Linked DNA regions of Mus musculus: regions 1, 2, 3, 4, 5 and 6 are each linked to region 7. A link is a contact called in public HiChIP or PLAC-seq and promoter capture Hi-C data. All regions are on one chromosome and are shown on one strand. The core of a region is the stretch at or near the end of the contact, and the rest is flanking DNA. Distances in the headings are between cores, read along the strand shown.

Region 1 (3,722 bases), core at 870-3,369, 470 kb before region 7:
GACTCAATTTCAGATGCCAAGCTGTGGTGGTCATCACTCACTTGTCCTTTCAAAGACAACATTCATTCTTGTCTTCTGAGTTTTCATATTTACAACCTTCCTCCTATCAAGGAATACTGAAGTTTTATTCACTATTATCAAGGAATAGTGATGTTTTATGATACGTAATAACTATTCACTTCAAGGTTAAGAAGCAGCTTTAGACTTACGATCTATCTTTCTGAAAGTGCAGTTCAAAATTGCTCCAGAGTCTTGCTCTTCAAAACTATCAAAACCATACAAGACAAAAAAAAATTTATATTACAGTCTTTAAAAAATTACAGGGATAACAAGATGGCTCAGTTTATATAAAGGCACTTGTCATCAAACCTGACGACCAGTCCTTCCACAATAAATTAACTAAATAAAATTTAATGCAAATAAAATAAATAAAATAAATGATCTTGGCACTCACCTTGCAGTAAAAAAAAATATTTGAATAATTGGAGTGCTGCATATTATGTTGTTCAATTTAGCTAATATCTTTGGCTCACTCTGTTGGACTATACTGTAATTTGTCTGAAAGTTTCGATTAATATAAAAAAGAAGACTGAGGAAAATAAACAAGAAACAAACAACAGAGAATGTACCTTTGTATTGGCAGTAGGGATGGGTTTAAGAAGATTTCTTTCCTAGTGTAGGGGCATACATTTAAAAATAGAAAAGGAATCCTATAAATGAGCTTAGTAAGAATAAAAGTAATAACAAAATAGCTTTAAAAAATGAAATTAATTACAAAACTATGAACAGTTGCTTCAAAAAAGAGATATAAGGATAAGATAAATGCAACAACTAGATCATTAGAAAAAATGGGACCTAAAATGTATGTGAATCACCGCAGACATGTTCTCTGAATAAAATAAACACAATTGTGAAATGTTTGGTTCAAAAGAAATGGTGACTGTACAAGCCAGAGCGTGAGTGGCATCACCATGGATACAGATATACAATACCAACATATTTGAACATCCACCTGAAGTTGATGATGTAATAGAAAAATAGAAGTTCAATCAAGAAAATGAAGAATATCTGAATGCTCTGGATACACACATATCCTCAAACTATACCTCAACACTGTGGTGGTACCGCTTCTAGTGAGGAAGAGAAGCATTTGGTTATTGGGACAATTCAACACTGAAAAATGTCAGTTTCCTTCAACAGAATTATAAATTTAATCTTCTCTCAATCAAAATTCCATTATAGTCTTTCACACATACTACAAATCTAATTCTAAGTTTAAATGAAAGAGAATGTTGACAAATAGAGCAAAGATCTCTTGGAAAACAGGAAATAATGAGGTACTGTGTCTATCCAAATACTATATATAAAAAAGCAGCAATTCAGCAAATGATATGAATGTGTCGTAGCACTCATCTGTGGAGAGTGATGGGGATTTCAGACATGGATCAATGGACATAGAAGTATTGTGTGTTACATGTATACTTCATAAGATGATGTTAAGACAGTTGATATATTTTTAAAAATTTTTATGTACTATGCATGTGTATAAGTCTGCATGCAGTTATGTGCCTGTGAATACAGGTGCTATGGAGGCCAGAAATGGGTATCAGATATCTTGGATATGGGGTTAATTACGAGCTGCCAGACCTGGGTCCTCTGTAAGAGCAGTATATATTTCTGAACTAATCAGCCGTCTTTCCATCCCCATTGACTTTCTCTTAGGAAAGACAAGTTTAAACATCTACTTCTTAATATTTACACAAATAAAACAAAATTCCAAAAAGAAATAAGATATAAAACCTCTTTAAAAATTATATGCATATTCAGAGTACTTGGGGAAAGTGGTTTTGGAGTCTTGAGACAAAATAGATCTTTCTACACATAAACCAGTTTGAAAGTACTACTTGAAAGGTAGCACTGATAGGAAAGATGTCCAGAGACCTCCGGGCCACTACAGGACATGAGTAGGCCTCAGTTACACAAAACCCTGCCAGTGACCATGCAATGCTTCAGTGTGGGAGGGACAGCTATCCAAAAACCTGCCCACTGCCATGCCGCAAAGGGGGTGGAGGGACCATAGACACCTAGAGGCCCTGTTGCTGCCACATTATGCAATGCTGGCATTGAGGTCAGCCAGAGGCCTGCCCACTTACAGAGGAAGCCACTGCAATGTGCAAGTATGTGGTAGACAGAGGGGAGAAAGAGAAGTGGAACAGTTTGAGCATTGTGAAGAGAGATGGAACTGGAGACACAAGGGTCGAGAGGAATAGTCTCTTGTGAGTGGGCGGCCTGCTGAGGCTATAGTGACGTCTCAACCTGTGCTGCTTCTGAGGGTTATGCAGTGGCAGGAGTCTTTGTCCATGTCCATGGTTCATATTACCACTAGACACCATGTGGACATCCTTGGTCTGGGCAAAGGCCTGAGCACACTTACATGTTCAAGGGCACTACAAAATTGGTCCTGTCCCTAACTAGCCACAGTTCTTGCCCCTCTATACCTTGCCTGAGCAGCACAATAGAGCTGTCCCCGATGGGGGAGGTGGGGTACAAGTGAGCCAGCCACCTAAAGCAGTCAGTAGAGCTGGCCCTGAGGTCTTGAGATCAAGTGAGCTGGCCCTGACCCTCATTGACTATAGCTCTTGGTAGAGCACGTCCCGTACCTCACCTGGGCAGCACAGCAAAGCTAGTCCTGGCTGTAGGTGGGGGTGGGAGTGGAGGGTGAGAGTGAGCCAGCTCCAGGGGCTAGAGGGAGGGAGGGCTTGACTTGCCTTTTTTCTGCTCTGAGCACCTCAGAATAGCACAGACATGGGGGTGATGCCCTCTACCCCATTGTCCCTTGCCACTGGAGGCAGTTAGGAGAGCTGGCCCTGAGGTTATGACAACTGGAGAGCTGGACATTCCCCTCCCTTGGTAGATAGAGCAGGCCCTGCATCTTGATGGAGCAACATAGTGGACCTGGCTCTGATGGTAAAGGCACCAGTGAGCCAGCCCTGAGAACATGAGAGCAAAGATCTGTCCCAGGCCCCTCTCAGGCTGGCTGTAGCCCTTTTGACAATATGTACTCACTGATAAGTGGATATTAGCCCAAAACTTAGGATACCCAAGATATAAGATACAATTTGCTAAACGCATGAAACTCAAGAAGAATGAAGACCAAAGTGTGGACACTGTGCCCCTTCTTAGAATTGGGAACAAAACACCCATGGAAGGAAGAGACAAAGTTTGGAGCTGTGACGAAAGGATGGACCATCTAGAGACTGCCATATCCAGGGATCCACCCCATAATCAGCTTCCAAACGCTGACACCATTGCATACACTAGCAAGATTTTGCTGAAAGGACCCAGATATAGCTGTCTCTTGTGAGACTATGCCGGGGCCTAGCAAACACAGAAGTGGATGCTCACAGTCAGCTATTGGATGGATCACAGGGCTCCCAGTGGAGGAGCTAGAGAAAGTTCCCAAGGAGCTAAAGGGATCTGCAACCCTATAGGTGGAACAACATTATGAACTAACCAGTACCCCGGAGCTCTTGACTCTAGCTGCATATGTATCAAAAATGGCCTAATCAGCCATCACTGGAAAGAGAGGCCCATTGGACACACAAACTTTATATGCCCCAGTACAGGGGAACGCCAGGGCCAAAAATTTGGGAATGGATGGGGAGGGAAGTGGGGAGGGAGGGTATGGGGGACTTTTGGGATAGCATTGGAAATGTAATTGA
Region 2 (3,779 bases), core at 843-3,342, 380 kb before region 7:
AACACCTGCTAAAACAAGAAAACTCAAGAGTTCTGTGAGATTGTGAGTCAAACCATACATATGTTTAAATAGGCACATACACACAGATAACAGAACACACACACACACATACACTGCAATAAGCAAATTAATAAACAGAAGATGCCTCAAATTTCACCAAAGTTTGATACTCAGAATTGACCATAGTAGGATATGTTTTGAAGCACATTACTCCAAGTTGAGATTGGTGGTCCTTGCCAACATACTACTTAACTCTACATGCTGGAACCTGAAGATGTACCTTAGAGCACACTATGAAGGGAATCCTTGAGCTATTCTGAGGTCAGTGGTAGAGATCTGAATCCAAGTTTGTATTTCCCATACTCACTTCAACTATAGTTACCACTTGGGCCTGTTTTAAATATATGTCTCATGACACATAAGTTGCACATGTGATTAAGTGGTTTTGTTGCATTTTTCTCACTATTTCCTAAACTCCTGGTTTAGCTCAACCCTCTCATTAAAAAAAAAAATACAAAAACAAACAAACAAAAAAAAAACCAACAACAAAAAAAAACAACCCTCGACCTGTGTCACTCATTGAAATGATAGCATCCTTCCCACTTCAGCTTCCTGCCTTTCTAGGGGTCACCACTGTGAGTACCAAGCTCACTCATGATTGTTGTTGTGCATTGTGTCAACGGCTCTGCAATCAGCCAAGGGCATTGTGCCGAGAAGCCATCAATTATCCCGGGTAGTCAATGAGAGTTTGCTGTTGTGAAGGGACTCAATTGAAGATAATCCATAAAAAATCAATTACATTATTATTTCTTAATTAGAGCACTTGACAATATAGCTTTCCTCAGCAAAGCCATCAGTAAATAAGCACATAAATACACATAAATAAACGCTGCTTCTGTCCCGCAGAGCTTCTCGATAAGTTCACAGTGACCTTTATCACCAAACATTTGCCAGACAAGAATGTCTGCATATTTAAGAAAATTCCCAAGCTGTTTTCCCCTATCAGACAGAAAAATGAGTCCATCACAAGTGTCTATAATAATAGCAATATTATGTTGCTGGATGATTAAAAGATCACTTAATACTTATGTACTTCTCTCCAGTTTATGAAGCGGGTTCCTCTTTGAAGCAATGGTGAGTCCAACATTCCGCTGAAATAAGTTAGATATGCTTGTCTACCAGCAACCAGTGAGGTTGGAGCACATGACATGAGACCATTTTAGCAACCTCCTCCATTCATTCTTATCCCATTTCAAATGCATTTCTTCTTGCCCTCCAGGTGATGGGTCCTTTTGTAACCTTAAGAAAGTCCTTTTGACTCAGTATTGGTCTGTATTCATCCAATTACTATTTATTAAATGTCTGTATATGTGGTGGACTCTATAGGAATGAATTGCTGATGTGCAGTTTACATTCTAATAGATAGAAAATCATAACACAATAAGCCTCAGTGCTCTACAGCCTCTGGATACATTGAATAGAATGTCCTACTCGTTCTTATGAAAGAGACGAAAGCTTTTAACATGAATTGCTAGCTAAGCTGAAACTGGAGTAACAAATGGGACTATACAAGACCAAGACAGAGGAAAATACTGTGTGTGAAGGCCTGGAAGTAAGAGATACTGTGGGTGGGGGGGGATTAAATGGATGAAGAAGGGTAGAAAAAAGGGAGGAGGGAGAGATAGAGAGTGGGGAAATAAAATAAATTTTAAAAAGCCATTGGAGGAAATGCATTCTAGTCAAACTAAAATAGATGTAAGTTCTGGGAGGGGAAGAAAGGAGGAACAGAAAATATTACCCAAGGCTAGGAAAGCATGAGCCAGAACAGCGGGCTCAGAACTGGGCTAAGGAAAACAGAGGCATGAAAAGATTTTGTTCTCAGAGTAAACTCCATTTCAGCTCTGCCATAGGGTAAGCCGTTTCCCACACAACAGTGTTCTGTCTAAACTAGGGATCTCCATTCTTCATCTTTACCCATCTTAAGATACCAGTGGCTCCCTGTCTTAGCTGTAGTAGCACCCCAGCTCCTCACCACAGAGTCTCTGTGACCTTTCTCTGTTCTCAGCTCAGAGTGTTCCACCTTGTTTGTTTTGCACACTTTTATCAAGTAGTTGTTGTCCACAGGTGTGCTGAATTTCTTCCTGCTTCAGGAAGTGTGAGCTTGATGCCCTCGCCTTTTGAAAAGCCCTTTCTGAGGTCTTAACACAGCAGACTTAGCACAACTGTCAACCAGCACATCTTCTCAGAGAGATCTGCTACCAGTCTTCTTCAAGACTTTCTAAAGATCAGCCTGTTCTTTTCTGGAATGCTGTTCCATCATATTTTCTTCAAAGCTGTATTATTTTGAGAGACAGGGAAAGCTCGCCGACACCTAGGTTGCTGTGCAGAGTGCCCACAAATGACAGAATTGCTTTTCTCCCTCATGACAGTCCAACTCGTGTGTTCCAGACTGAAGGTGCTTCTGTGCAATACTGCCACCTCTCCCTAAAGATTGTCTCCAGGACCTGTCAGGAATAAAGACACTTGGCTTAGAAGTGGCTCAAGACAATTTTGTTTACTTTACATTCTATTGGGTATATCATTCCCATGATCAGGCACCCAACTGTACGGCTTTGGGGTATTTCTCTGTAGAGACACTTCTCAGCCACAGTGGCACTGTGCAAGGCAAGCCTGGCATTGTTGAGTGGATAGTCACCTCTGACACAAAAGGGTAGTCATAGCTAAATGAATTCTAACTATTTTTCAATCCACTTATATAAATGTATAAATGCCAGAAGTAATGGTATTTTGATTTCCCTGTCAGAAGTTGAGCTCAGCTTGATAACACCAAAAAGGTTTTCTATTATGGTCAACACTATGCATGGCCACATGTCTTAGAGTACGTAGGTTCTGGAAGAGTAGATAATATTTATTGTAGAAAAATGTTTATAAAAATGCTGGAATTATGCTTGGTTTAGATAAGCCAGAGACATGGCTGTCTTATGATGAAGAGGATATGTAAGTTTTAGAATAGGGTTTCTCAAAGTGCTCTCAGCCCTGACATTTCATGTGCCTCCTTTTCTTTTTGCAGTGTGAGGAAGTAAGGACATGATCCTGGCAGGGGAGGGGGTGGTGAGTGGATAGTGGGCACTAGAGGAGCCTTCTGTTAAATTCCTTACCCAGAGGAACTTTGCATTAAGTGGTTTACTCTCCCATAATTTGGCTTAAGCTGACCACTCCTTGCCTTCAATCTCTCTCTGTGTCTCTCTCTGTGTCTCTCTCTCTCTCTGTCTCTCTCTCTGTCTCTCTGTCTCTCTGTCTCTCTGTCTCTTTCTGTGTCTCTCTCTGTGTCTCTGTCTCTGTCTCTGTCTCTCTCTCTCTCTCTCTCTCTCTCTCTCTCTCTCTCTCATCACATTGTCATGCTATATTACTCAGGCTGGACTCAAACTCACAAACTCAGCCTCCTGGGTGCTGAGATGCATGGGTGTAACACCATGTCCAACTATAGCATATTTCCAAGCTTGGGTTGGTCTTTGTGAATCAGCTGATGTTAGTAGGCAAGTGATCAGTTCTACAGAGCTCTTGTTCTGGCTCTCCTGGGTCAGGCAAACCAGCAGGACATAACAAGGAAGGCCTTTCTGCTATTCATCAAAAGGCACTTCTTAATTGGTCTGGTGATCAAACTGAGATCCTCAACTTAGCAACAGTTCTGCTATCTGATGGATTGATGGATTAGTATCTAGGAAGGGATCAACAAATAGTCACTGATTAACTTTGGATTTCAAATATCAATGATAATT
Region 3 (3,727 bases), core at 1,015-3,514, 430 kb before region 7:
AGAATTCCTCCCAAGAAATGGGCTTGCTGTCATTATTCCTACAGCTGCATGATTCCAGATCTTAAGTGCCTGGAGGCAGAGCCCAAAATACATCCCCAGTTCTGATTGCATGGGAACAGCTCCCATGTTCGGAGAGATAACTAGGTGTTCACCCACACAATCAGATGTTCACAAACAGCACACCTGATAGTTCCCACGTCGGCTTTGTAGAAGTGTTTTTCTTCAAAATGGCTGTGCTGCCTCTCTTAGCATCAAATAGCCCTGAATTGGTAACAGTTCTACACAAGTTAAGGCCTGTGTTCATAACAACGACTACATCACACAGCCCCAAACTTCTTAATGTTTGCTCTTATATGAAAGTGGTATGATTGCTAGGCCCCAGTGTAGTCTCACTAGAGACAGCTATATCAGGGTCCTATCCGCACAATCTTGCTAGTGTATGCAATGGTGTCAGCGTTTGGAGGCTGATTATGGGATGGATCCCTGCATATGGCAGTCTCTAGATGGTTCACCCTTTTGTCTCAGCTCCAAACTTTGTCTCTGTAACTCCTTCCATGGGTGTTTTGGATGCTCACAGTCAGCTATTGGCTGGATCACAGGACCCCCAATGGAGGAGCTAGAGAAAATACCCAAGGAGCTAAAGGGATCTGCAACCCTATAGGTGGAACAACATTATGAACTAACCAGTACCTGGAGCTCTTGACTCTAGCTGCATATGTATCAAAAGATGGCCTAGTCGGCCATCACTGGAAAGAGAGGCCCATTGGACTTGCAAACTTTATATGCCCCAGTACAGGGGAACGCCAGGGCCAAAGGGTGGGTAGGGGAGTTGTGGGGGAGGGTATGGGGGACTTTTGGAATAGCATTGGAAATGTAAATGAAGAAAATACCTAATTGAAAAAAAAGAAAAGAAAATATCTAATAAAAGGAAAAACAGATTTAGAAAAAAAATAAAATAAAATAAAATTCTTCACTCCATTAAAAAAAAAAGTGGTGTGAGATTGGTAGAACAGTTTCCTCTCCCCAACAAGAGTGTTTTCAGAGTTCCTCCTCCCCTGACCTTTCACTGGATGTGGCCCAGTCAATGGAGGAATCCAGTTGCCTTCACAAATGTGGCACCATCCTTCAGGTCTACACATCCCATTCCCAAATACCATCAGTTGTCTAGTGCCCTTCTCCTTCTTTCCTATCAGGTTAGGGGTTTAGCATTTGCTATATAGGACTCAATTCATTTATACTGACTTTTATCTACCATTTTCCCCACTTCATCTGTAAAACATTATGAAAGGTTTTGAAAAATACCTAAGTACAAAGAAGTCACCTTGGCAGCCTGCTTAGTAGCCCCCAACATTGTTTCTGACTCTCACTGTATTTGACCGATTGGCAACTCCATAAATTATAGGTCACTAGTAGCAACACAAGCAGATCCACTTTTGTATAGTCTATCTGCATAGGAAAGGAACAGTTTTCTCCCATTGTGTATGGGGATGGGGCAGTTTCATATCAGTTGTAAATTTATTTTTGTATTCATGAGAGTTGTTTTGTGTATTGCTGCAAATTCTTCTTCGAACTACTGTTGTAAAACTCTCATTAATTAATAAATTAAATAAATATTTGACATGTGTTCACAAAACTGTGTTTATGTCTCTATGAGAGTTGTGACTCTATCTTAAAAATCTTTAATACGTCTATTCTTGACATTGTTATTAATCTTAATTTGGATTTCCCAGAAAGCAGAGACTAAAGTGCAAATTTGGTTGTGAATATTTCATTGTGGAGAAAGGAGGTATGTGAGAGAATTTTCCATTATTATAACAAATACCTGAGAGAATGAGTTTTTAAAAAGGAAAGGATTATTTTGTTCAGAATTTCACAAATGAAATGGCCTGTGATGGGTTAACCCCTCTGCTTGGGTTGCACATGAGATGGGCCATCTTGGTAAGTTCTTGTGGTAAAAGAAACTCCTCAGCTAGTGGTGGACAGGAAGGAAGAAGAGAAAGGAGGAATCAGGGCCCCATGACCTGAAACCTCCCTCTAAGTCCTACCTCTGAAGATTCTGTTACCTCCGAACAACATTATGTTGTTGGCCAGTTGTTTAACACATGGGCTTCTGAGGGTCATTACAGCTCTGAACTACAGCACTAGGCCCATGGGGTGTGTATTAATGATGTTGGAAGATGAAAGGAAAACCACTAGTGCTTACAGATCTGATTACCCTGAGCACTGGAGCTCAGTTCCTCTGGGGCCTCTCCTAAGAGCTATTATAGAATACACACCTCAGAATTGCTCACACAGAAGATATAAGGCTAGCCTGTTTCTCTGCCAAGTTCTATCTTCTTACTGGTTGAGGGTTACCTTTGGCGTGGTAACTCTCTGTAATTCCTAGTTGTATCTTCCAAGCTCTTATTAGCAGAAAAGAGTATGGGGCACGAAGGTGAAGAAATACTGTTCTGTGTAGCTGAGGTCTCACGTTGACAAGAATGCTCAGAACCTCTGTGAAAAGCCCAGACAGGCAGAGGCAGTGTGCAAGGTGTTACCCAACCAAATGGATAACCAGCATAAGTGATTTAAAGTGGCATCATTATATCCTTCTTCAACTGAGAACCTTAGTTCAATTTCCCCTGGATTTATGATTAGTTCTAAACAAATGGTCCTTCATACTTTGGCTTTGGTCTCATCTGCCACCTCTGCCTCTTCACACCCTCTTCCTCCATCTTTCCTCAGATACTTGCTATCTTCCTCAATACTATTTTAACTCTTTGTGGTAATTATTTATCCCATCTAGCTAATTCATCTTTAACAAGCACCAGAAGTATTAAATGGCTACCCATCATTTCCTTTCCATCTGTTGTCACTTTATTTCTACTCCTGACTTATGTCACTGTTCTGCAATTTATTTGTCTTTCTCACAGCATAAAGTAGACTGGGTTTTACATTTGTGTATTTCTCTTTTCTCTCAGTCTCCACTTGCATGAGTGCTTAGGGAACAGAAATAATGCCTATCCATCTTCATAGCACCAGTGCTAAAGACCTCCTCTACCAAAGCATGAACTCAAAAAAAAAAAAAAAAAAAAAAAAAAAAGTTTGAGGACTTCATGAAGAACTCATTCTGCAGTGCAATGTAAAGAGTTTGCGTTAGTCAGGATTGGCCAAACTATTATTCTTTAGGAACATTTGAAACACTGCCATTTACCCCCAATCAATCATATTTGAGCAGAAGGCCTCCCCTTATAACAGTTACTAAGGATGCCATCAGATCCCCTAATCAATTTTTTTTTTACCATGTTACCTGATTTTTAAATGGGGCCATTGCAAGCATCCTCAAGAGCAGAATGAAACCTAGTTCTTGTGGTGGATCTAAAAGCACCTGAAAGAAACATAAGAATGCAAGTGGTATATTGGTGTGTGGGGGAGTTATTTGTATATTTAGTGGATTACTTTGCTGGATTTCCATATATTGTACCATCCCCGCATTCCTGGATTGAAGACTACTTGGAAAAGTTGGAAGACTACTTTGGTGTGATCTTGGATTTGGTTTGTGAGAATTTTATTGAGTATTTCTGCATTGATATTCATAATGGAAATCGATCTGAAGTTGTCTTTCTTTGTCAGGGCTTTGTGTGGTTTTCGTATCACCATAACTGTAGCTTCATAGAAAGAATTACATAGTATTCCTTCTGTTTCTCTTTCTTGGAAGAGGTTGAAAAGCATTGCTATTATGTCTTTT
Region 4 (3,647 bases), core at 475-2,974, 450 kb after region 7:
ATAAATGTAAATTGAATATTTAAATTCACTAGGCATTGGACATATATGAATAAATCATGCCTCTGTCTTCATTGAATGTATATTTAGTGAAGAGGGAGAGAAAATTAATAAGCAAACTAACAAATAAGACACTCTCAGATATAAGTATCTGAAAAAAGTAATATGAAGTTATTTAAGGGAAGAATGAAAACAGGGCTGATGGAAGTTGCTCTGGAGGACAGAGAGGACAAGTGTGGATGAGTGGTCATGGCATGTATGTTGTGGTAAAGTGTTTGAATGCTACCCTGTGTGTGACAATATGACTGGTGGAAGATGCAGAGAATGGCTTAAGGAAGGAAAAAAGAAAGGAAACTAGAGAGTGATTAAGAATATATTGTGTTTAATAGCTAAGTAGTATTCCATTTTGTAAATGTACCACATTTTCTGTATCCATTCCTCTGTTCAGGGACAGCTGGGTTCTTAGGCAAATGGATGTACCTGGAGGATATCATCCTGAGTGAGGTAACCCAATCACAAAAGAACACACATGATATGCACTCACTAAGTGGATATTCACCCAGAAACTTAGAATACCCAAGATACAATTTGCAAAACACAAGAAAATCAAGAAGAAGGAAGACCAAAGTGTGGATACTTCATTCCTCCTTAGAATAGGGAATAAAATACCCATGGAAGGAGTTACAGAGAAAAAGTTTGGATCTAAGATGAAAGGATGGACCATCCAGAGACTGCCTCACCCGGAGATCCATCCCATAATCAGCCACCAAATGCAGACACTATTGCATATGCCAGCAAGATTTTGCTGAAAGGACCCTGATATAGCTGTCTCCTGTGAGGCTATTCCAGTGCCTGGCAAATACAGAAGTGGATGCTCACAGTCATCTATTGGATGGAACACAGGACCCCCAATGGAGGAGCTAGAGGAAGTACCCAAGGAGCTGAAGGGATCTGCAACCCTATAGGTGGAACAACAATATGAACTAACCAGTAAGCCCAGAGCTCATGTCTCTAGCTGCACATGTAGCAGAAGATGGCCTAGTCAGCCATCATTGGGAAGAGAAGCCCCTTGGTCTTGCAAACTTCATATGCCCCAGTACAGGGGAATGCCAGGGCCAAGAAGTGGGAGTGGGTAGGTAAGGGAGCAGGGCCGGGGGAGGGTATAGGGAACTTTTGGGATAGCATTTGAAATGTAAATGAAGAAAATATCTAATAAAAAGTTGAAAAATAAAAAAAGAAAAAGAAATAATGGCATGGCAAAAAAATAAAAAAAGAAGAAAGAAAAAAAAAGAATATATTGTGATTGCCTGGAGGTGGTGTCACATGCCTTTGATCCCAGTACTTGGGAGGCAGAGACAGGCAGATCTCTGAGTTCAAGACCAGCCTGGTCTACAAAGTTCCAGGACAGCTAAGGCTACACAGAGAAGCTCTATTTCAAGGGGGAAAAGATTGCAAGATGACAGACTTTTACTTTGGGGAGCAATAGGATGGTTTAGACATTTATAGGAAAGGCACGATCTATCTCAAAAATTCCCACTGGACAAATTACAATAAACATGCACTTAAGAACAATGATGGGCTTGTTTTTAAAAAGAAAAATCACTGAGACAAAAATAATTAATTGGGACTTGAAATCAGAACACTAAAAAAATTTAGAAGCTAAGATTATCCTGAAGACGGAAGTCAGAGCAGGAAGTGTTAGTTACAGGAAGTACAGTCGTTCACCACACAAAAGGCAGGCCATGAGTCAGCACAATGTGGCTGTACTAAGATCGCAACCCTATAGAATAAGGAGACCTTCAGTGAGGCCAGGGAAGCTTGACCCTGGCCCTCCCTAGCAGGAGAGCCAGGAAAAAGAACCACTCGCCTGTCCCAGTGGGAGTCATCACAGAATAGACGCAATCTGACTGTTAGAGGCTTTCTGCGGTAAATAACAGTCTGCCTAAAATTCCTAACAAAATACTTTCAAATGAATCTATTTGCTACAGAGTTGGGAGATCCACAAGAACAGTAAAAAGCATAAAGAATTAAAAATAAATAAATTAAAAAACCAATGCATTTAGAAATATTTAAAGAAATTTCTTACTTTTTTTTTTTTTTTTTCAAGACAGGGTTTCTCTGAGTAGCCCTGGCTGTCCTGGAACTCACTTTGTAGACCAGGCTGGCCTCGAACTCAGAAATCTGCCTGCCTCTGCCTCCCAAGTGCTGGGATTAAAGGCGTGCGCCACCACTGCCTGGCTTAAAGAAATATGTAAAGTGACAAAATATAGTATCTTAGAATCAACCTAAAGAAAACACAGACCATTATTATAGAGTTCAGAGTCTTGGTGAAGATACTCATTTTGATGCTATGGTTGGATATTCAAAGGTTGATCATAAATTAAAAAAAGGAATATAATTTATAGCATCACAGAAAATATTAGAAAAAAAATAAGAAATTAAACTCAATGAAGAAAATCCAAATGAAACATTCACAAATAAAAGAAGAATATTTAATAGTAAAAATACAAACATAACGAAGTATATACGATATTAACAACAAATCAAAACACTATAAACCAAATAATGTTGGTGTTCAGCTCTATGAATGTCCACAAAAGAAACACCCATGTGCACAGAAAACAAAATATGAGAAATAAACAAGGCTAGAAAGTTGATCTGTGCAGACTCCAACCAAAATAAACAATAGCCATATTAACTCCAAATCACAGGGTGCTGAATACTGTGCAGCATCCTGTAAAATATTTGTAATTTTTAAATCAGAAAGGAGAAAGCAATCCTTCATTGATTTATTTTGTTCATTTCTTTATTTTATATGAGTACACTGTAGTTGTCTTCAGACACACCAGAAGAGGATGTCAGATCCTATTATAGATGTTTGTGAGCTACCATGTGGTTTCTGGGAACTAAATTCAAGACCTCTGGAAGAGCAGTTAGTGCTCTTAACCACTGAGCCATCTCTCAAGCCTTGAGAGGCAATTCTAAAGTCCATTGTATCAAGTGACATAACTTTGAAATACACGGAATTGAAAGAATAATTAGTAAATACACCATTTGGCCAGGAGATTTAATATATTCACCTAAGTAATTAAAAAGCAAAATTTAATGCTCGTAGTTTTTACTCTAAAATCACACACACACACACACACACTTAATTTGCTGTGATTAGAGAACAGTGTATGTTGGGGATTGTTTTTGGTGCGCTATGTATCCAAATGCTAAATTCTATACCCCAAGACCTGGTTGCCCCAAGACACGTGAATTCCCCCACACACCAGGTTTTGTTGTTAAAAACCTTGCTCCTGAAACTCATTGGTCAATAAAAGGCTAAAGCATGTGATTGTGCACTAAATAGAGGTAGGCAGGCTTTCAGTTTCCTGGCTGTGAGTAGCAGGTAGAGAGGAAAGGAGAAGAGAGAGGAGAAGAGGAAGAAGGAAGCAGCCATGAGAGGAGACAGACCATGAGCACGTGGCCAGGAGAAACAGCAAGTTATGAGGGCTGAGATGTAAGTCAGAATAGCTCCAAAATCATCTAGGCGTACAACTTAGATAAATAAAACACCCGGATTCTGTGTCTTTTTTTTACCAGCTAGCTAGAATTTATGATTTTTTTTTGTTTTGTCTCACATACAAAGCATTTATAGAAACTGA
Region 5 (4,068 bases), core at 321-2,820, 420 kb after region 7:
CAGGACACAGAGAGAGAGAGAGAGAGAGAGAGAGAGAGAGAGAGAGAGAGAGAGACAGAGAGAGAGAGAGACAGAGACAGACAGAGACAGAGAGAGAGAGACAGAGACAGAGACAGAGAGAGAGACAGAGACAGAGAGAGAGACAGAGACAGACACACACACACACACAGAGAGAGAGAGAGAGAGAGACAGCAAGGAAGACAGAACACTCACACAACGGCCCTCTACCTGTACCTCACGATGCCAGCCAGAGGCCCTACATGTGTCCTTGCCAGGAGAAACAACTTGGTATTTTTGGGAAATGCTGATTCTAGGGATTAATTTCTAAATGTTTGGAACAAGATGGGGAGTGCTCTTAAAAAAATACAAGTTGAAATGAAATACAGCTCATTTATTAGCATCTGAAACAAGAATGCATATTGCCCACACACTAAGTACCTTTAAAGTTATGTATCAAATGAACAACAAAAGTCTAATGTATTTTACTTTCTTGACAAAAGCAAGAAAAAACGAGAAATCCCTACTTTCACAATCTGCAAGCGATACCATGTGAGCCGATTACCAAGGCGTTCCAGAGTTTTAAGGGGTACAGGTAGGTACTTAAGCTCTATTAGCTTCCTGATAAATCCATTTCTAACTAGACCTCAGAGAGATGCTGGGATATCGGAAGCATATAAATGCAGCTTGGTAGTTAGCACTGGACACCACCACACAGTTAAAAGTGGCCTGTATATGTATTTTTAAACCTCTTTTTGTCTTGAAGAATGGAAGCTTTCCCTTTTCTTTGTCTAGAAAGGTCTTCAATCAGAGAAATCCTCTTTCCTTCGCCTGTCTCCAGTCAGATCCTAAGGCCAGCCTCACTCATCACTCCCTAATCCTCAGGCAGCACCCTTTCGTGCCTGTACTGGGATCGGTTCTCTTCCTGAGACCCTGCACAGACTTGTTTCCCTGCTTGCAGTTAGAGAAGGGGCCAGAAACTCATGCCCCACGTTTCACTCCCCAACTCTACAAGGCACAGTCAAACCCCTAGGACAAATTGCTGAGTGCTCCAAGTCTCAATTTCCCAGTCGTCCCATGGGTTGGCTCAATGGACATCTTCTCAGCCACACCCTAAAGCCCTAATAGCTGACAGGAGATGAGAGATGAGTGGAGCCATGCTTATGAAAAGCTTGGCACTCTTTAGTGGAGACACACTGTTTAATTACAAGAAAATGTATTCATGGGTCAAAGAGTCCCCCCACCACCCCACCACCCCACCGCACCTCCATTTTTAGTGAAAAATCCTGGAAGTGCTACAAACTGAAGCTTGTGTGTACATTTTGCACCTGTGGCAGGAGAAATGTTTATCTAAAGAGGACACACTGAAGTGTGGTTAGAACAAGAGAAGAAATGAAAAGAAAGGGAGATCGCTATCAGTCTTGCTGACACTTAAAGTGAAAGGGAAACGGAAGGGAGAGGGGGAGGGGAATAGGAGGGGGAGGGGCAGTGTCATGGAGAGAAAACAGGAAACAGGCATCAAGGTTTAAACTTAGACAACAGCATGAGCCACACACCATTATGGCCCAGCCTCATCCTGTCTTTCTGTTATCTAGGCTGAGTATACTCTGCTTCACACAGATGAGAGATCAGAGCTTCCAAGAGTACAGCTTCACTCATGGGCAACACCAGAGCTAGTTTACAGCAGCGATAGGAACACAGCCCCGTTTCTGCGACCCTTGGAGAGGTTCCTCCCACCGTGCGTTTGGAACACTGACTGTGTGTTCCAAACCAGGCTGGTACAAAAGTCTACTCATGACTAAGTTTATCGATTTCAAGTACACAGATTGCTGGTGTTATTGGAATTTTCAAGTGTGAGATCTTCAAGGTCATCTTTAAGAAAAATTATAATTCCTTCTATACTAGTTGGGTTCTTCATAATACACTTTAGTTGTTTATTGACCTGCAGAGCACTGTGGTATGGGTCAGATATCTTTGCCTTCTAGGAGCTTATAGTCTTCCTTGAGGGAGGAGAACTTAAATTATCAAAGCTTGAGAGATAGGCCCAGATGAGGACATGGTGATGGTGATAAGGTGTTCAAGGATTTGCTAAAAGAGGTTGGAAGGGATCACTAGAAGGTTGGGGTGGGTTAGCTCCCACCAGCTCCCACTAGTGAGTTCAGAGAGGAAAATAAACATGTGTGACCAGCATTCAGAGCTCTGTACAGGGCACACCATGGATGGGATTTATGGGCATTGAGACAGTGAGTTCACCCGTCTTGTTGGTGCAGAAAATGGGATACATGGCTAAGAAGAAAAGTCCAGACTGGGGAAGGCAGAATGGAATAGAGACTTTATCCTTGAGCTATAAGAAGTCATTGTGACTTTGTCCAGGGTGCAATCAATGTCAGAATCAATGTAGTATGGTGTTCTATCAAGAGGAAAAGCAGTTTAAAGACCTTCTCAGATTGGCAGTGACCCTAAAGAGGTTAAACATGGCTGTCTAATTCATTGTGTCACCAGTGAGCTTTTATCAGTACAAATGGGGAAAAGTAAGTGGCCTCTGATGCTCCCCAAAGACCAAGTATAAAAGCATCCTCCCGATTAGGAGTCATTGAAAAGTAGGATGACGTCCAGTTCTAGAGACCCATCTTGTCCAACCCCTTCCCCCAGACAAAATGTGTGTCCAAAGGAGAATTATCAGACAGAAATCAAAAACAATGTGTGGAAGATGGAGGGCGGAAGTCAGAATTAGCACTACTCAAAAGCTGGCCCAGCCAACAGCCACCATGCTCCCCCCAACACCATCTGCTGCCTCCTCAGTAGAGCTGAGAGGAAATCCACAGGCACATGTGGCTGCTTGTTCCAGCCTGGTTAACAGTTCACCAGGGACAGCCCAAGTCCTTGCGCAACCACAACTGTCACTTGCAAAGAGGAAGAAGAGCACCTGGGGGCTCTGGCCTTAAAATAAGACCCCTGAACCCTCAGATAAACCCACCCGTGTCCAACTTGTCACTTCATAAATTTTTATTACTCTTAACGTTGGACTTCTACATTTCTGCAGTATGGGAAGCAAATCTTTGAGTTGAGTGTGATTTACCACAACCGTTTCATCTTATTTTGTGTTGAGTGTGTGTGTGTGTGTGTGTGTGTGTGTGTGTGTGTGGTGTGTAGACCAGTCCATGCAAGTGCAAGTATATAAGTGTAAGAGAACCTTTAAAAGAAAACTAAATAGCAGTTCATCTGTACCTGGAGCAGGAAAGTCTGTCAATCAAATATAGAGTTTATGTTTAAACAAGTCAAGGTATCATTGGCTCTGCCCCTAAAATGCTCGTCTTCTTGCTCATTTAAGTGTCCCCTCTCAATGAGTATTCTCCTCTAACAAATCAACTAACTCTTGGTCTCTGAAGATCCTTTTCCATCTCTCAGCCTCATTCAACCCTTGCCACACCATGCTAACCCATATGGTACACCTCCATAGAACTGCTAACCCATATGGTACACCTCCATAGAACTGCTACATACATCCCCATGATATCACCGAATTCCTACTGTCTGTCCAAGCTTTGTCAGACATCACCCCCCAAAAAAGAGTTCCAGCTCTCAGGAAACTCATTACCCATTAGAAGAAATCAACACATAGGCAGCTAGCCCAGGAAAAAAAGCCACCAGACAGCTAATGGGACGGATGTGTCAAACATCTGTCTTTTTACTGAAGGGGTAGCCTCATACATCTGACCTCACTAGTGTCTAGCTGTTGCTGACTCTCCACTGACTGACAAGCCAGAAACAACCAGACAGCAGGGCTGGTCAGCAGCCTATAAAGTGGCATTTCCTAATGGTCTCACCTACCCAAGTTCAGAGCCACCTGGGTTCCCATACTTTACAGTTTACAATAGAAAACAAGGACTAGAGGGATGGCTCAGCAGTTAGGAGCACTGAATGTTCTTCCAGAGGTCCTGAGTTCAATTCCCAGCAACCACATGGTGGCTCACACCATCTGTAAAGGAATCTGCTGCCCTCTTCTGGTGTGTCTGAAGACAGCTACAATGTACTTATTTATATACATGAAATAAATAATTCTTTAAAGCA
Region 6 (4,162 bases), core at 14-2,513, 450 kb before region 7:
AAGGCATGGTCTGATGAGCACAAACAGTACTTAAAAATCACTGAGCATCCTAATTAAGAGCCTACTTCATTTTTATAAAATGTCCTATAAGCCCCAGAGCTCTGTCCATCTTCTACTTCTGGCTACTAACATTATTTTAAAGATTTATTTTCCATTATGAGTCGTGTTTTATGTCAGAGTGTGCACATGTGCATACAGGTACCAAGAGGCTAGAAGGAAGTGTCGCATCCCTTGGAGTTGGGCTTATAGACAGTCCAGCATTGAGTCTTGGGCACTTCTGGGCCATCACTGCAGACTCACCCATCATATTTTTATTTCTCTTGTTTTTCTATTCATATTGTGATTTCTTTTATTTGGTTATAAACTCTTTGGAAAAAATAACTGTGAACTCATCATCTTTGTCTTCCCTTGGAGCTTGAATGCAGAGATTCTCGTGGCTTCTCAGCATTGACTTGTTGAATAAGTCAATAAGTTAAATAAATGGACTGAGATGCCATTCTAAAGTGCAGAGTATGAGCCAGACAAAAGAAGGTTTGTATTCTTGGCCGGGCTCAGTCTTTAATTTCATGCCTGCAGAAGTCTCCACCTCCTTCGCTTTTAGTGTCCTTTCCTCTTAAATGAAGGAATTGGAATTCATTACAGAGTCTTGTGATTTCTCCCAGCTGTGCATTTGTAGCTCGTTATGAATTTTTGAAGACTAACTTGGAAGTGACTTGTCTCTTGCATACATGAACAATGCCATGGCTATCACAGCCTGAAGTTCTTTTCAACATCATGATACGGATGTACAAGAAGCTACCTCTGGGTCTCCAGTAGAAACTGTGGCAGTGACAGAGACAGGTGTTTAAAGTAGGGCATCTTATAGGGCTTCCCACATCTTGTGGTAATGCTGAAGAACAGAAGAACAAAGAAATTTGGGTAAGATAAGAGTGTTGCAGGTGTGCCTGCAGTTAAAGGGTGCAGGGCTGTGAAACTCACCGAGTTTAGAGGGAATGAAACAGAGCTGCAACTCCCCCACCCATACACTTTTTAGAGACGGGATTTACATGGGAACTGTTTCCAGTGTGGGACCAGCCTAATGATTTTATCTCATTCTCTATCTGACTTCCCTCCAGTGAATCTTGTAAAGGAACCAGCTACCTGATCCTTTAATCCAGCTAACATTTTATAAAAGAAGATTCAAATTAGTTTTGCTTATTCCAGATGCTTTATATGCAAATGAGCCTCAGAGTTGGTGCCTGAGTCTAAGCAGACACCATGATGTGATGGAGGAAATACTCCCACCTGACAGCCTTCCCCAAACAATGGTATCATTCTTCTTCTCCATGCTGCTGGTGGCTCCCTCCTCCCAAGAGAAGGCTTTGAGAATGCTCAGGTATCCACTGTGCAGCTCTTCGATTCCCTAGGATGAACTCCAGATTCCTTGTCTGTGTAATTGTCTTCCACTTTCCCCAAACAACATGTGGATCACTACCCGTGCCTTCTATAAAAAGCATTACCTATGCAGTATTAATCAGAGTTTGCAAGTCAAATATTAAGATCATTCCTTGGGGTAATTCGATGGTACAACACTGCCATTTGATTTTCCCCTTTGCAACTCTAACTAGACAAGAGAGACTGAAAATGTTGAGCTAGAAATTATTTATTTAAAGCCACAAGCCAACACACGTAGACTCTGGCTAAAGATTGCTTAATCTCCTCCTAACAAAAGTGGCATCTTAATGCAGAACAGTGTGACACTCCATCCTTGCCTGTAGGCCAGGGCTTCCATTTCCCCATGCAGCCTGGCATTTGCCCTCCAGCATTCCCACGTTACTCCACTCCAAATGGAAGTGCTCTTAATTTCAAATGATTTATTGGGGACAAGTGGGAGGCTAGTCCAATCTAAGTCTGTATTTGACTTTCCACGTCTCTGGGGCAGATTACAAGAAGGTATCTTACACTGTAAAGTGGGGAGGGGTAAAAGAGAAGAGTTAAGTCCAAGGACAGCAACTAAATTGCCAACTGTCAGGGGAACTCCCATGGGGTAATTTCTTACAGATTGGTTCAGTTGGACTATTCAGAATAGAGTACTAACCAGGTGAAACAGCATGGTAGCACTGGCCACTATTTCTTGACACTCCTACTCCCACAGCAATGGCTTGTGTTGCTACCCTTTCTGCATGCTAAAGATATTATCACTTTCTGTATCTCTAGCATTTGTCTATGATCTACTCATATGGAAAGCTCTGAATTTATTATCCTGATCCTTCTGCAGAATGCCAATCAAATAATAGATACTCCAGAAAAATGCTAAGTCAATGAAAGTATGTGGGGTTAGTCCCTACTGTATCTGAGCTAAAGCAGATATGGCTTAAGGAAGAAGGTGTTATATTTAAATAGTGGAATCTGAACTGAGTGAGCATACTGCTTGAGATCTCACCAGCCTTGTGTAGAATATCGGCTGGAAGCTGAAGCATTGCACATCCCCACAGAACATTCTGCAATAGCAGAAATGTTCTCTATCTGAGTTGTTTAATATGCATAGCCACTCATCAGTTCAGCCACTGGACATGTGACTTTCAATGCTACTTAGTTTTGATAAATTAGTTTACATAGTTGCATGGGACTTAGTTGCTTATAAGACAGCATAGGTTTGGAGATATCCCCAGAAATTACTCTTTGATATTTTTCAGAGGGAAAAGTATATTGCTCACATGTGTGCGTGTACTTGCTATGTTACAAGGGGTTGCTGACCAACTTAGGGTATGCAGAGTGTGGTTATTATGAGGGTATCTTTCAAGAAAGACGGACTTCTTTTAGAGTTTTTGGCTTTGCACTCACTAGCTATAAGACCTTGAATACCTCGATGTTACTATTGGCAAGCAGAGTTCACCATGCTGCCAAGTGTATCAGATTAAAAAACCTTAATTTTCTGGGAAAGATAGAATAGTGTCAACATCATTCTAAAAATGAGTTGTTGATGTGTGGTATCCTACTAAAAAAATCTGTATGATTTTAGGCACCACACACTTACATTTACATGCAGGCACACATACATATACAACTCATGCCCAAGTATTCACACATGCATGTGCCCCCCACACACACAAGTGAACACACATATATATCACACCTACTATGTACTGCAGTTATGATTCTTCCTCCTTTATTAAAAAAAAAAAGTATGTCACTTGTCCTAACTACAAGCCTTTGACCTAATGACTCTGACAAGAGAGCTGCAACATCATTTCGTCAAAGGAGCTAGTCAGACAATATATTCTGGCCACAGTTTCCCCTCCCCCAACGTCTCTCAGATCCTTCCAATTTCCCCACCCATCCAACTCAATGCCCTTCCTTTCTCTCACTCTTTAAAAAAGCAGAAAGTAAAATAAAAACCAAACTAGAATAGTAAAAATGGAAAAAACAACACACAAGAAACACACACAACAAAAGATATAGAAACACAAAACTGGAAGCCATAACATTTAAAAAAAAAAAAAAGATTAGTGAGACTTGTCCAAATCAAAAAATATGAGACAAAAAAAAACCAAAACAAACAATCAAACAAAAACAACAACAACAACAAAAACCCTCTACCATTGAGTTTCTTTTGTGTTGCTCATCAGATGCTGGACATAGCACCCACTCTTAAGTGTGGTTAATATCTACAGTGAGACTCTATTGGAAAAAAAGTAAGTTTTCCTTTGCAAATAGACGTCAGTGGAATATCTCCTTGGTTATGAATGGGAGTCAGTATCCCCTTCCCTACTCAGCAGTGGGACTCCATCTGGCTGAAACCTGTGCAGACCGTGTGCATGCTGCCACAATCTCTGTGTTTTCATATTTATGTGTGTGTCATACACATATGACAATTCTATTGTGTCTGGAAGACACGCTTTCCTTTGAGTGAGTTTTACCATATTATTGGCACTTATTCAACAGGAATGTATGCAGCCAACATGAAAAGGCAAGAGGAAATCACAAAGGAAGAGAAAGAAGAGGAAATGAATCAATAATACATAAGACCTCAGCCCAGCTGGCCATGTTTCTCAGTTGATTCATGACCACCACCCTCCATTTGGTTTGATAGGCATGGCACTAGTGATGGAAACAGTATGGGGATATCCTTGAATTGGAACTGCCATTGTTTTCAGTACATTAAGATTAACAAATCCAATGA
Region 7 (3,688 bases), core at 319-2,818:
ACTCCCAGCAATCTCAATCCTGCCACCCTGACTGCCTTCGCTCCACATACAATTATTTATGGGGACTTAATGAGAGAGCAAGCCTTATGTGAAAGAACGCAAGAAAGTGCAGCTGCTAAAAACAGACCCAGGCAGTTCTACAGTCCTTATTTTTACAACTGAGCTTCTGCAATTCCTGCCACGAACCTAACAGCTCCACTCCTTGCCAAACACACAAAGAGAAAAGTAAAAACTGTTTTCGTTCTGCAACCCCCTTAACTTCGAGTAAACAGTAGTAATTTTCTATCGTCACGTTCAATGCAAATTTCCCAAAGGCGACACAACAGGAAACAAAAGACCTGTTAGTTGATAGCTTCCTTAGAGCTGGGGGTTGTGTGGGGAAGGAGTAGCAGGGGAGTGGGTTAAAGTTGATAGAGTCCAATTTCTCCCTAGCTTGGGGGTCCAAGCCTTCAGCTACTTTGACCTTTCAGAGTTCTTTGGAGCTTCACCAGTTGAAAAGGTCCCTGGGCCCAGCCTCCCCTCCTACGAAATCCGCATTTCTTGACCTCTTTGCCCCTGCTTTTGGGTGGGTCAGGGTGGGAGAAGAGACTTGGACAGTGGCTTAAGCATCTCCTTCTGGTTGGGTGCGTCGACCTACAGCTGCCGACAGGAAAATGATACTGATGCAAATAGCTGGGGTTGAGAAGGGGGTCTGCAAGAGGCCCCCTCCTCCTCCATCCACTATGTGTTCCTCAATAGGGGTGCCCAAGAGAAGAGGATAGCAAGAAGAGCCCATCAGTTTGAAGGGAAGGAGGTCCCCTCTAGGAAAGATCTTCTCCATCAAACATTGAAGAGAGGGGAAAACTTGGCCCGCATGCCCCTACTGGGGAGCGACACACCCCACACAAGCTGGCTTGCGGGGCGCGGGGGTTGTGCTCAGGCCTCTCACCTGACTTCCTCCTCCGCTGGCACACACACACACCAATGCCCCGCGCTCTGCACCCCCAAAGCCCAGGCAAACAACGACAAGAGGAAGCGGCGGGCGGCGAGGGTGCGCGGCGGGGGCGGTGCAGGTGAGGGCCGGGGCGGTGGGGCTCCGGGGCTCGCCCACACTTACCCTGGCGGCCGCGGGGTCGCTCTCCCGCAGCGACCCTGCACCCGGGCGGCGCTCAGGGATGTGGCGGCTGCGGTGGCTCGGGCTCGGCTCAGCTCGGGCTCCACTGCGCGCTCTCGGAGCCACCGGCCGCCCAGGATCCTGCCGCCAGGGGGAGAAGCGGCCGCGGGCGCGGGGGAGGCAGGCCGGGCCCGGTCGCTCCCGCTGTGGGGTCCGCAAGCCCCCCACGCGGGCGAGAGGCGAGAGCGCGGCGCCCCAGGCACGCACGGCCCCCGGCCAGCGTCGGGGGGCTCTCGTGGGGGCGCCCCGATCGCCCGCGCCGCGCTCTACACTGCGGGCTCCGAGCGGCTCCCGCGCCCCCTCCCGCGCCCCGCCCCGCCCCCGCCCCTTCCCTTCCCCCTCGGCCCCGCGCGCTCCCCGCTCGCTGCTCGCCGCGCTCTGCCCCCTTTAAACGCCCACTTCGGATGGGGAGAGGAGACAACTTGAAGTCAAGTTGCCATTAACTTCCGCGGCGGCCGCCAGCTCGGCGGCGGGGAGGTGGCAGCAGCTGCAGCCGCCGCCCGGGAAGTCCGCCGCCCGGCGCGCCCGCGCGGGGAGCCGACCCGGCCTCGGCCCGCACCGCTGGCCCGCGCTGTCCCGGTTCCACGCCTGAGTGAGTCCCGCTTCTTTGCTCCCTGCCAGTGCTGCTCCCGCTCTGGGTCTCTTGCCCGGCTCGCCTCCGTTTTCTGCGGATGCGGAACCGATCCAAACTTCTCAGTGGCCCCGGCTGGGGCGACTCTGCGCCCCTCGCGTGCCGGGGTCTTGCTGGCCCTTCTCTCGAGCGCGCTCAGACATTCGGGAGGACTGGGCTGGTGAAGTGAGGGTCATGGCCGGGATGCGGACTTACTTGGCGTCTTTGCCTCTCCCGCACACCTGCCCGGCAGGAGTCCCTCGTTAGACACTTTAGTCCAGGTCGTGGGCATGGCCCGCTTTAGAGGACGAAGGCGGCGTGGGGGGAAGCCCTCGGCGGGCGAGTGGGGAAAAGGGAGCCGCTCAGTGAGCCCCGGTGCGGGGAAGGAGGCGAGGTGCGGGGTGGAGTTGGAAAGGTCGCGCGCCAGATCTGGAGTTCACTTAGCATCCTCTCCCATCTCATCTCCCCCTGTTCTTTCCCGGCCAGCCCTACTTTGCTGGTGGCGAGCGGAGGTGGAGAGGGGCCTGGGAAGTTTGTGGCAACTTCTCTATCCCGAGAGCCACTCGGGCGCTGGGCGCTCAAGTTGGAGCCCAGAGTTTGAGAGCCGAAGAACAGCGCTCGTGCAGCCCACGCCGGCGATCGCGGGTCGGTCCTGGAGGGTGATTCGGGTTTGGGCTTGGGCGGGAAGCCGAGGGAGGTACATGGTGTCTTAGCTGGGACTGTGGCCCCACAGGTGCAGCCCAGGGGGCAACTCCTCATTTCCCTGCGACAGTACACACCCGAGAGCGGCGGCCTTCTACAGTGTTCCTCCATTGCAGAGCTCCCAGGGTGGCCGAACTGGGGTTGGGCAGCTCGAATGCAAGGGACTGAGGGGGCAAGCGGCAGGTCCAGATGGTGACACGTGCGTGTGCTTGGCCCAGCAAAAGGCGCTAAACAGGTCCCTTCTGGGATGATCCCAGAAGACCAAGAGGACAGCAGCTTAGAGCTCAGGGTAGAGGTTTTGACCCTGGCCTCCACCAGGGCCAGGTTTTACTTAACAAGATGTCAACCACAGGCTCATCTCTTAAAATGTCCGGTTGACAACTTTGACCTCTGCACCCTTTCTGGGAGAACTTTCTCTGAGGCATGTAGGATTCCCAGGGTTAAGACGTGGATTTCACTTGTCCATAGGGACCGGAAGACACCCAATTCCCTGGAGAGAACCTTTTCTGCTCCCGATTGATTGGCTGGGGTTCCATGTTTGTATCCTTGGAGGCCAGAGAACCCAACTTTCCCAAGACAGAAGAGGGGAATGAGCAAGAGTCTGGTCTCTTTCTGCCAGAAGTCAGGTTCTGTCCTTAAGCAGTACCTGGATTTTTTACAGTGTTTGTGCCTGGTGACAGAAGCTCAGCCTTCCAAAAACTTTACTTAATTTTACACCTTGTCCAGAGTGGATTTTCTGAAAGAGTGAAATTTTATTTTGTAGTCAGATTCTCCAGATAGGTAGGTAGGTAGGTAGGTAGGTAGATAGATAGATAGATAGATAGATAGATAGATAGATAGATAGATAGATAGATAGATAGATGAGTAAGTTATGCCATACTTTAAATCCAAAGAAAGCAAGGGTTGCGGTGCTGGCTCTATAACCCTTTATGAATCTCCCATGTGGAACTCGGGCTATGACTTAGCAGCGGTTCTTTATTTCTATGGCATATTATTTTTGTAGAACAGTAGTAAGCGCATACACTGCCTGCTCCAGTCTGCTGGCAAACATTAGCATTCAAGCTTACATTTTTGACAAATGTGCAGACAGGAATAGCATGAATAGGCATCTTAAATATTAACAACCCAAGCATCTGTTGTGAAACAAATTTAATATATTTACTCAGTCTTTCTCACATTGTTAGGAAAGGTTATAATAAGTGCTTAATTTCAACTTAACTTAG

The links. Promoter capture Hi-C pulls out the DNA fragments that hold promoters and counts their contacts. HiChIP or PLAC-seq counts read pairs in DNA pulled down with a chosen protein or histone mark.
Region 1: an H3K4me3 HiChIP or PLAC-seq map of the SCID.adh cell line shows a contact between it and region 7, with 14 read pairs. The contact joins the enhancer-like site here to the promoter of Satb1 in region 7. A contact is called at or near these places in 1 of 15 datasets of contacts at CTCF or cohesin (thymocytes), 2 of 484 Hi-C or Micro-C datasets (cortical neurons and double positive thymocytes) and 8 of 115 datasets of contacts at active chromatin or transcription factors (DN3 thymocytes, the SCID.adh cell line, double positive thymocytes and 5 more).
Region 2: a contact with region 7 is called in an H3K27ac HiChIP or PLAC-seq map of regulatory T cell precursor, with 5 times the contacts expected there. The contact joins the enhancer-like site here to the promoter of Satb1 in region 7. A contact is called at or near these places in 1 of 15 datasets of contacts at CTCF or cohesin (large pre-B cells), 1 of 484 Hi-C or Micro-C datasets (double positive thymocytes) and 5 of 115 datasets of contacts at active chromatin or transcription factors (the SCID.adh cell line, double positive thymocytes, forebrain and 2 more).
Region 3: a contact with region 7 is called in an H3K4me3 HiChIP or PLAC-seq map of the SCID.adh cell line, with 14 read pairs. The contact joins the enhancer-like site here to the promoter of Satb1 in region 7. A contact is called at or near these places in 3 of 484 Hi-C or Micro-C datasets (the P5424 cell line, cerebral cortex and double positive thymocytes), 4 of 115 datasets of contacts at active chromatin or transcription factors (the SCID.adh cell line, double positive thymocytes, pro-B cells and 1 more) and 1 of 9 other capture datasets (adipose tissue).
Region 4: a contact with region 7 is called in an H3K4me3 HiChIP or PLAC-seq map of bone marrow-derived macrophages, with 2.8 times the contacts expected there. The contact joins the enhancer-like site here to the promoter of Satb1 in region 7. A contact is called at or near these places in 2 of 39 promoter capture datasets (maxillary cranial neural crest and pre-B cells), 1 of 484 Hi-C or Micro-C datasets (the HPC-5 cell line), 5 of 115 datasets of contacts at active chromatin or transcription factors (bone marrow-derived macrophages, embryonic limb bud, embryonic stem cells and 1 more) and 3 of 9 other capture datasets (adipose tissue, liver and pancreatic islet).
Region 5: a contact with region 7 is called in a promoter capture Hi-C map of pre-B cells, with 2.3 times the contacts expected there. The contact joins the enhancer-like site here to the promoter of Satb1 in region 7. A contact is called at or near these places in 8 of 39 promoter capture datasets (the C10 cell line, HPC-7-derived erythroid cells, cranial neural crest and 4 more), 2 of 484 Hi-C or Micro-C datasets (CD4 T cells and group 2 innate lymphoid cells), 8 of 115 datasets of contacts at active chromatin or transcription factors (the SCID.adh cell line, bone marrow-derived macrophages, embryonic forebrain and 4 more) and 3 of 9 other capture datasets (adipose tissue, embryonic stem cells and liver).
Region 6: a contact with region 7 is called in an H3K27ac HiChIP or PLAC-seq map of double positive thymocytes, with 6 times the contacts expected there. The contact joins the enhancer-like site here to the promoter of Satb1 in region 7. A contact is called at or near these places in 3 of 484 Hi-C or Micro-C datasets (the P5424 cell line and double positive thymocytes), 7 of 115 datasets of contacts at active chromatin or transcription factors (the SCID.adh cell line, SST interneurons, T-cell acute lymphoblastic leukemia and 4 more) and 1 of 9 other capture datasets (adipose tissue).

The regions. Positions count from the first base shown.
Region 1 is chr17:52,298,353-52,302,074 of GRCm38.p6, reverse strand. No RefSeq gene overlaps it. Among named protein-coding and RNA genes, the nearest start is that of Gm41600, 4.3 kb to the left of the region's middle. Within about 2 kb of position 2,119, at least 5 of the 459 cell types and tissues checked have an H3K27ac peak or open chromatin away from gene starts, as enhancers often do. A contact at or near this core is called in the SCID.adh cell line, where this site is marked.
Region 2 is chr17:52,211,459-52,215,237 of GRCm38.p6, reverse strand. No RefSeq gene overlaps it. Among named protein-coding and RNA genes, the nearest start is that of Gm19585, 64 kb to the right of the region's middle. Within about 2 kb of position 2,092, at least 12 of the 459 cell types and tissues checked have an H3K27ac peak or open chromatin away from gene starts, as enhancers often do. A contact at or near this core is called in the SCID.adh cell line, double positive thymocytes and regulatory T cell precursor, where this site is marked.
Region 3 is chr17:52,262,913-52,266,639 of GRCm38.p6, reverse strand. No RefSeq gene overlaps it. Among named protein-coding and RNA genes, the nearest start is that of Gm41600, 40 kb to the left of the region's middle. Within about 2 kb of position 2,264, at least 13 of the 459 cell types and tissues checked have an H3K27ac peak or open chromatin away from gene starts, as enhancers often do. A contact at or near this core is called in the SCID.adh cell line and pro-B cells, where this site is marked.
Region 4 is chr17:51,380,843-51,384,489 of GRCm38.p6, reverse strand. No RefSeq gene overlaps it. Among named protein-coding and RNA genes, the nearest start is that of C330011F03Rik, 66 kb to the left of the region's middle. Within about 2 kb of position 1,724, at least 28 of the 459 cell types and tissues checked have an H3K27ac peak or open chromatin away from gene starts, as enhancers often do. A contact at or near this core is called in bone marrow-derived macrophages and pre-B cells, where this site is marked.
Region 5 is chr17:51,405,998-51,410,065 of GRCm38.p6, reverse strand. No RefSeq gene overlaps it. Among named protein-coding and RNA genes, the nearest start is that of C330011F03Rik, 40 kb to the left of the region's middle. Within about 2 kb of position 1,570, at least 90 of the 459 cell types and tissues checked have an H3K27ac peak or open chromatin away from gene starts, as enhancers often do. A contact at or near this core is called in the SCID.adh cell line, bone marrow-derived macrophages, group 2 innate lymphoid cells and 2 more, where this site is marked.
Region 6 is chr17:52,279,217-52,283,378 of GRCm38.p6, reverse strand. No RefSeq gene overlaps it. Among named protein-coding and RNA genes, the nearest start is that of Gm41600, 23 kb to the left of the region's middle. Within about 2 kb of position 1,263, at least 9 of the 459 cell types and tissues checked have an H3K27ac peak or open chromatin away from gene starts, as enhancers often do. A contact at or near this core is called in the P5424 cell line, the SCID.adh cell line, SST interneurons and 2 more, where this site is marked.
Region 7 is chr17:51,830,527-51,834,214 of GRCm38.p6, reverse strand. It overlaps Satb1 (special AT-rich sequence binding protein 1), which reads left to right and starts at 1,568. Exons shown (of 11, transcript NM_009122.2): 1 at 1,568-1,745.